2 separate regions of the Clupea harengus genome follow, and region 2 is linked to region 1. Evidence: chromatin contacts called from public Hi-C data. All regions are on one chromosome and are shown on one strand. Each heading gives the region's core, a stretch centred on a gene start, on an enhancer-like site or on the middle of the called end of the contact. The rest is flanking DNA. Distances are from core to core; before and after follow the strand shown.

Region 1 (3,506 bases), core at 442-2,941:
TCCTGCCTTTTGTTTGTCTCTGCCTTTTTTTCTTTGTGTTGATCATCCTCTAGGTGAAGTGATTATTGTTTCTCTCTAACCATTTCATATAATAGCAGGGAAGCCAAACACCCAGACATCATCGCCCTGAGACCCCCCCCTTTTTTTTACAGACTTGCTATTGACTTTTGTCTCCACACTCTTCTCTTCCATTTCTCCTTTCTCTCTCAGCAGCATCTGTCTCTAATCCCTCTTTCCCCCTCCGGCTTTCTCTCCTCGCTCTGTGTACTTGTCGGATGTCTGACTGCAGAGGTGTGTTGGGCTCTGAAGCAGACAGTGTAAGACTCACAAAAAAGCAGTGTTTTGAAAGACAAATATGGACAGAATTTATAACAAACAAATATTACATTTGACAGAAGACCTTCTTCTTTCCGTAAGGTTAAAGTGAGAATAGGATTCACTGCATTAGGCAAAGGCAAATAGTTTCTGTTTGAATTGTGTGCAACCAAATGTATTCAAGTAGGAAGTTGCCAAGCTTGCTCTGCTTTTATTGATTATTTCACTTGTGAGTGTGTTTCCACAGCACTGCAGGTGGGAGATAAGGTTAAGATTAAAGGAGTAATGGAACTGAGATTCGCTGTCAGATAGGGAACTATGTAGTAAAGGAAAGCCTGTGAGTCAAACAGGCAGAGTAGAGCTGGGAAGAGATAGAAAGGAAAAGTGTGCACAGTGTACTCTAGGTGCGGTCTTATTGTAATGGTGAAAAAACACATGGCTTGTTAGTTTATGGCACTTATTCAAATAGGATAGTGTCTCTCTCTGATCCCTTCATCTAGTCCTTTTCTTTCTCACTTTGTCATTAAGTAGACTGTGAGTAGAAATAGGGGGGACAGAGGAACTGAGAGAGCAAAGAGTATTTTTCACAGGATATCGTAGGAGCATGTTTTATAGGGGTGGAGAATCACCACAGCCTGATCAGTCTCAGGGAGTGGAGTGCAGACGTGTCTCTGTTCTTATAACTTCATGGATGTCCTTAAGCACGTCGCATGGTCTCTCCTAATCAACGACAGATCCTTCCCTCAGGGTGCTATTGACTTACGTACTGAAATGGGGGCCATGTTGTTTATTTTTGTGTGCTCGGCAGCATGTAATGAATTGTGTCAAGTGAGTGGTCGGGCGGTAAACTGGAGGCGACAGTTCTTGGTTGTGCTTTGTCAACAAGGAAATCAGGTTGGCCTGTTGAGTGTTGGGAAGACAGCTAACAAGAGACAAAAAAAGATATATTGATTTTACACACATGTAAATACATAGACAGATGTGCTTCAAATAAACTCCCTCCATGACATTTAGTACAAGACAAATTCTTATGATAGTGCCATATAGTGATCAGTATTTCATGGTAAGTATCTGAAATATTTGGTTGTTGTTCTCACAGCCGGCTCCCCATGTAATAGCCCAGTCATCAGGCAGCTTGATTTGATCTCACCAGTCCCCACATTAGAATTCACCTCCAATGGTAGAGTAAAGTAGTTTTTAATAAACACATCTTCTGGCATTGTTCTGTAGTCGTTTTAAGTTCTTGTTGTTATTATGGTGACTTTAGCATTCTTGCAGTGTTTCTGTGTGAAAGAGCGTGAGCTGGCATGATATTAGTGGACAAAAGTTGATCAGAGTGGAGTATAGGCGGCTAATACTGAAGCGCCAAAGGTTGTTCCAAAGGGAAAAAATATTTATGTGTCAGTAGTTTATGAGGGAAAGGGTTTATAGGTCTGTTTATAGTACAACAGCTCCCCCAAGTGGAGGACAGTAGGTAATGTGTGTTTTTTTTTTCATGAGCACTTCCATGTTTTGGTTTGCTAGGTGATATTTTGTCTTTCCTATTCTCTTTTATGTTCCAGATTTTATTATGATATCTGGTATTACTGGAGATATTATAAGGACATTTGGTATTACCACTTGATTTGCATGTTGCTACAACTATACTGTAACAATAATGGACTGGCTCTAACCCTAACAAGGTTCCATCCTTGTTCTTAAAAAACTAAAAACTAAAAACGGTTCTAAATGAATGCCTTTTCACTCGTAGAACCATTTGTTAATAAACCAGCTGAAAGCAACACTGCTGTAAATAGACAAAAACATATCTACATCACATATTAACTACAGTGTGATAGGTCAAGGCTTTACCTGTAGAAATAACATTGGATTTTTATAACTGATGCCTTCTCCTTCACTCTACTTATAATTGTATTCTCATGGATCTGTGATTGCTAGCAGGCAGGTGATTGGCTGAGAGATGACGGAGGTGGAGCTGATGCTGGACTTTGCCTCATCTGGCCGCTCCGGTCGTCGCAACGCCCTCCCTGACATCCTGGGCTCACCGGCAGGGGTCAGCCCTACAGACCTGCCCCTCAAACTAGCGCAGCTGTCAGTCACTGGTATGGCACCTACTCATAAAGGATACTCTCCCTCTGGGATTCTGCATTCGCCTTTCTCTATCCTAAATAAAAATTCTCTCTTTCCCACAATGGGAGTAAATATACAAATCAAAAATAATTTCTTGCATTTTGTTTATGGTATTCATAAACATAGTTAAACAACATTGCATCATTTAAAATTGCACTCATAAGACACCCTTCCTCTACAGCCTATAATCACAGTCCACCTTTCCCTTTTTGCGGTTCACGCTCTCACCAAAGGTCCCTCTTGTCTCTGTGCTTCTCCCTTCCAGATGGGCCAGGTGGGGCTCAGTCCCCCAGCACAGAGGAGCCCCCCGCCCCCACAGACCACAGCGCGGGCCAGGAGGGGACATAGACACATTACCCTTTTGCTTGGACCACCCCATCCAATGGCATCGCCATGGAAATGGGCGCTGAGAGAGAGACATGCGGCAGACAAGACTTGGGGGAGATTGATGTCAGAGCTGTGTCCAGAGAGCCCTGTGTAGCGTGTGTGTGTGTGAGAGAGAGAGAGAGAGAGAGCGCTGGTGAGATAGGTCTGTGGAGAAAGCGGAGATGACAGGAGGACACTGAGAAAAGAGAAGGGGAAGCTGCTTTCAGTCCAAAGATGAGAACTTCCTGTAACTGAACCAACGAGTTCAAGGCAAGACTAAAGAGATGTTTTTTTTTTTTTTTTACTTTTATGATTTTTTTCTAAAGACAAGGATATAGAAAAATGTGAGAAACCTGTGAAGATCGTTTTAATCATTTCTATTTGGTTTACTTGTTTGTAAGTTACATTTGCCAAAGAGCAGTCTAACTGATTTAGAATTTTTGGCCCGGGGAATTGTTTCCTAATCATGATCACAGTACCTGTTATGGATTTCTTCAATGTGGAGATTTGGGGTCTGTGAATGATCCAGGTTGTTTTCTGAAAGAAAATACTTTGAATATGCAGTCATGGGATATCAGCACATGGAAGGACTATGATGGCGGTGCACTGCCGTAAGGGTTGCTGGTATATTCTGTGTATTTGGCACTAGTGTGTATGAAACAAAAGTGTGATTATATATGTATGTGGGTGTTTGT
Region 2 (3,593 bases), core at 530-3,029, 110 kb before region 1:
CAGAATCATTTTTTTTGTCTGTAACGCTACACCATATGGGTATATGTTTATGATGGCTGATTGAGAGCACAGTTTGGTGCATCAAGTGAAACAAGTGTTCCTAAACTGCTCTAAAATCCTCTAAAAATCACAAAACAACACAGTGAAGAATTTCTAGACATACATTCTAATGTCTATGTCTAATATGTATTCAATTTTACTAAATGTATAGATCATTTTAAAGAACAGTTTATGGCATATATTCATTATTCATAGAAGAGTACTATAGTTTCAGAATCATGTGTGATGTGGGCTCGAGAGCTGAATGTGAACTTGGCTGCAGAAATGGCAATACCCAATCTCAGGTCTTCTCAGATCGGCCACAGCAACTGAATTCAGATGTAGGCAAAAAAAATCATCTATTAAAAACATATTAGGGGCTAGCACCCTCTAGTGGTTGGAAAAAGAGAGCGCGAGAGAGAAGCGAGCGAGGGAGAAAAGAGAGAGAGAGAAGCGCGCGCGCGCAAGAGAGAGAGAGAGAGAGAGAGAGAGGCAGAGAGAGAGAGAGAGAGAGAGAGGCAGAGAGAGAGAGATGTTTACCGGTAGTCATGAACTGAACCAACAGTATGAAGACTGAATTGCACAGCCAAACACTAATAAAGGCAGCATGGAGAGTCTGTAAAGTCTGGTGCACGTTTATTGGTTCAAGAAAGTAGAAAGTTACTTTGTGTCAGACCTGCAGGGAATTTTAACCATCTGACCTGTTGCTACCAATAAGTCCCTCTCTTATCCTCTGCCTTCATAATTCAGTTTCAAGTCATAAAACAAAGTAAAAATGCAAATATAAGACCAATACAAAACCTCTGGAAAAAATAACAAAAATGGTTTGAAACAAAATGTAACAAAATAACATTTCATATTTTAAAATTACAATAAATATGGACCATATACTTCCTATCTGTACACACATAAGATCTAATCATCTTTTTTTCTATTAAAAATATGACTTCAGTGCATTTGCTTGGCAAAGCTTTCTTTTACATCCCACTCTTGCTGGGCCGTCTGGGCCACTGTGCTGACCCTGACTTTAAAAAAACAAAACAAAACAAAACAAAACAAAACAAAACAAAACAAAACAAAACAAAACAAATCATAAACTACCCCTTCCCCAACATCAGCTCCACTGAAACACAAGATTATATCATATATATATATATTTATATATATGAGTAAAATTCACAGCCTTTTCCTCCTTATCTACACTTCAAGCAAAAAGACCCAGACAGAAAGGCACAGATAACTATATATGGAGTAATACTGGACACTGGACAAATTGGAATTATTGGTGATTAAAGTACTTATCTCATTTACAAATGTATTCCTCATCATTTTACATGTACATATTGAAATATATATTAAGATTGCAATGTCAACAAAGATACAAGGGGGATAGATTGGATAGGTTTACATAAGTATTATCATCTCAAAGAAAAGAAAGTGCATCTTATTACAATCCTGAATATTGCAAGAACAAACATTTAAGTTAACAATAGTACTGAAAATGTTTATAAAAAACCAAAACCATTACAAAAAAATAATATAAATAAAAAAAAAGAAAGAGAGAGAGAGAGTAAGCCAGATAGAGCGTGAAAGACCAAGCAGAGATATGAAACGCAGGTTAAGTGTCTCCCAGGGTGCAGTCCCTTCTGCTGGCACTGTCTCCTCCCTCTTCCTCTCTCTCAGCCAATGAGGAGCCCCGCCTCGACGGAGGCGCCTTCCTTTCGGGCAGCTGTCTAGTTCTTTGATTGGAGGAAAAGGACGACACTCTCAGGCCGGAGAGCCTGTCGGTGATCTGCTCCGGTGCGTGGCTGTAGCTGGAGGCCTGTGCGTCCGTTCGCTCAGTAACTAATGAGTGTGTATCTGTTGGGGAAGTGTGTGAGCTGCCATGCTGTTTGCGTTTGGTCGCATCCAGCTCCTGTTCCTGCTTGCCAGGGTGTAAACTGGCCGGGCTGGGGAGTGTGGTGACCATGCCTGGAATACTTGGCCCTGATTGGCTGCTTCGCTGCTGCAAGGTCTGGGATTTGTAGTCTTTCTGAGTCCTCATCTCACTCGTCCCGGGCGGCGTGGCGTGGAACAACGCAATGTCCTCTTTAGGGGAGGTGGGAGAGGAGGCTGCGGACGACGGACTCCTTTCCAGTTTGGCTCGGGGCCGCGCCTGCACCATCTGGATCCCCCCGATGGGGATCATGTGATAGGGGACGCGGGCCTGGTCCTGGGAGTGGAGCGGGAGGTGACTGAACATGTGGTCCATGGTCCTGGAGGCACCGGTGGGCATGGACTCAGACCCGAACATGGAGCTGGACCCAAACCCAGACCCAGACCCGGAGGAGAGGCGGAGAGCAGGGGGGAACAGAACAGCCTCGGGTAAGGTCAGCCCCTCGCGTGGAGTTCCAGGTCTCTCCTGCAGGGGGAAGCAGAGGATTTAGAATGAGCATCCAATCTAAACAGAAACTTTGTTGAACTTGGCGTTTTTCCGTGGTGGTGATGCCGATCGGAATTCACGATACAGTGAACAAATACTGACAAAATCAAACATATCTAGCAGTCAGTAAATATAACTGCTGTAGATCTGTCCACATACTCTACATATGCATCTAAATACATATGACTAAATATCAAATTCGCTTTTGCAAGCACATATACACACCCACAGAATCTGATTCTACTGTCCAGCAAAGCCAAGCTCTGTGGAGGGGCTTGGCAGAGGTAGCTGTAAGTACCCTGCCATGAGAGCGGCGTGGCTCACCTGTCGAGGCTCGGAGCGTGTGTGTGTGCCAGCCGAGTCCCAGGGGAGATGTGCGGGGGAGCTGTGGTGCCTGTAGTGCTGCGCCCGCAGGGGGGAGGGGCTGAGCCGGGCCCTGGAGCTGTGGTAGCGGCCCGGGGAGAGGGGCCGCATCGGGGACAGGGGCTGCAGGGGGGACAGGGTCCTCATGGAGGCGGGTGAGGGGCCGCGCTCTGGGGAGGGCGAGAGGTGGCGGCTGGGCGAGGACAGCTCCAGGCGTGGCGAGAGGCTGCGGAGCGAGGAGCCACCCTCGCTGGCTGGGGAGAAGGCCCGCGGAGAGGCTTCCCAGCGCCGGCGCGAGAACATCGCCCTCTTGCTGCCTGGGGAGGCAGCGCGGGCGCTGGGCCAGGGCCTCCGCGGGGAGGGGTAGTCGTGGCCGCCGCTGCCGCCGCTGGAAGGGGGGAAGGAGAGGTGCTCCGGGAGGTCAAGCTGCAGGCTCTGGCTGCTGTCAGACTGACCACTGTTGGACGGACGGGTGTCGGTGGAGCAGGAGGATGGTGGATCGTCGGAGCAATCGTCGTCTTCCTCCTCGTTGTCATCACCCTCCTCAGAATCTTCTACATCGGAGAACTGGTGCTCTTCAGAATCCTCTAAGCCAAATGCTGGATCCTCGCTGCCCCCTGGTGGATGAGATGTTTGAATGAGATGTTTGAATTTAAATGTAAGCATTTCTTTCAGACAATACTTCATTACGGTTTAACATATATGTCCAAGTAAATATGATGTATCCCCCTGAATCTATGAACAGGCAAAGAACATATATAGAAACTCA

Evidence for each region. Hi-C and Micro-C count contacts between places; a contact is called where the count stands out from the background.
Region 2: a contact with region 1 is called in a Hi-C map of head, with 3 times the contacts expected there. The contact joins two enhancer-like sites. A contact is called at or near these places in 2 of 2 Hi-C or Micro-C datasets (head and muscle).

The regions. Positions count from the first base shown.
Region 1 is chr11:15,146,351-15,149,856 of Ch_v2.0.2, reverse strand. LOC116222444 (cAMP-dependent protein kinase inhibitor alpha-like) reads left to right here. Exons shown (of 3, transcript XM_031576580.2): 2 at 2,257-2,417; 3 at 2,711-3,506. The coding sequence starts at 2,276. The coding sequence ends at 2,793. Among protein-coding and RNA genes, the nearest start is that of LOC116222444, 7.0 kb to the left of the region's middle. Within about 2 kb of position 1,691, the one cell type or tissue checked has open chromatin away from gene starts, as enhancers often do.
Region 2 is chr11:15,258,482-15,262,074 of Ch_v2.0.2, reverse strand. LOC105910009 (transcription factor HIVEP3) reads right to left here. Exons shown (of 9, transcript XM_031575647.2): 8 at 2,786-3,441; 9 at 659-2,440. The coding sequence ends at 1,658. Among protein-coding and RNA genes, the nearest start is that of LOC105910010, 7.1 kb to the left of the region's middle. Within about 2 kb of position 1,779, the one cell type or tissue checked has open chromatin away from gene starts, as enhancers often do.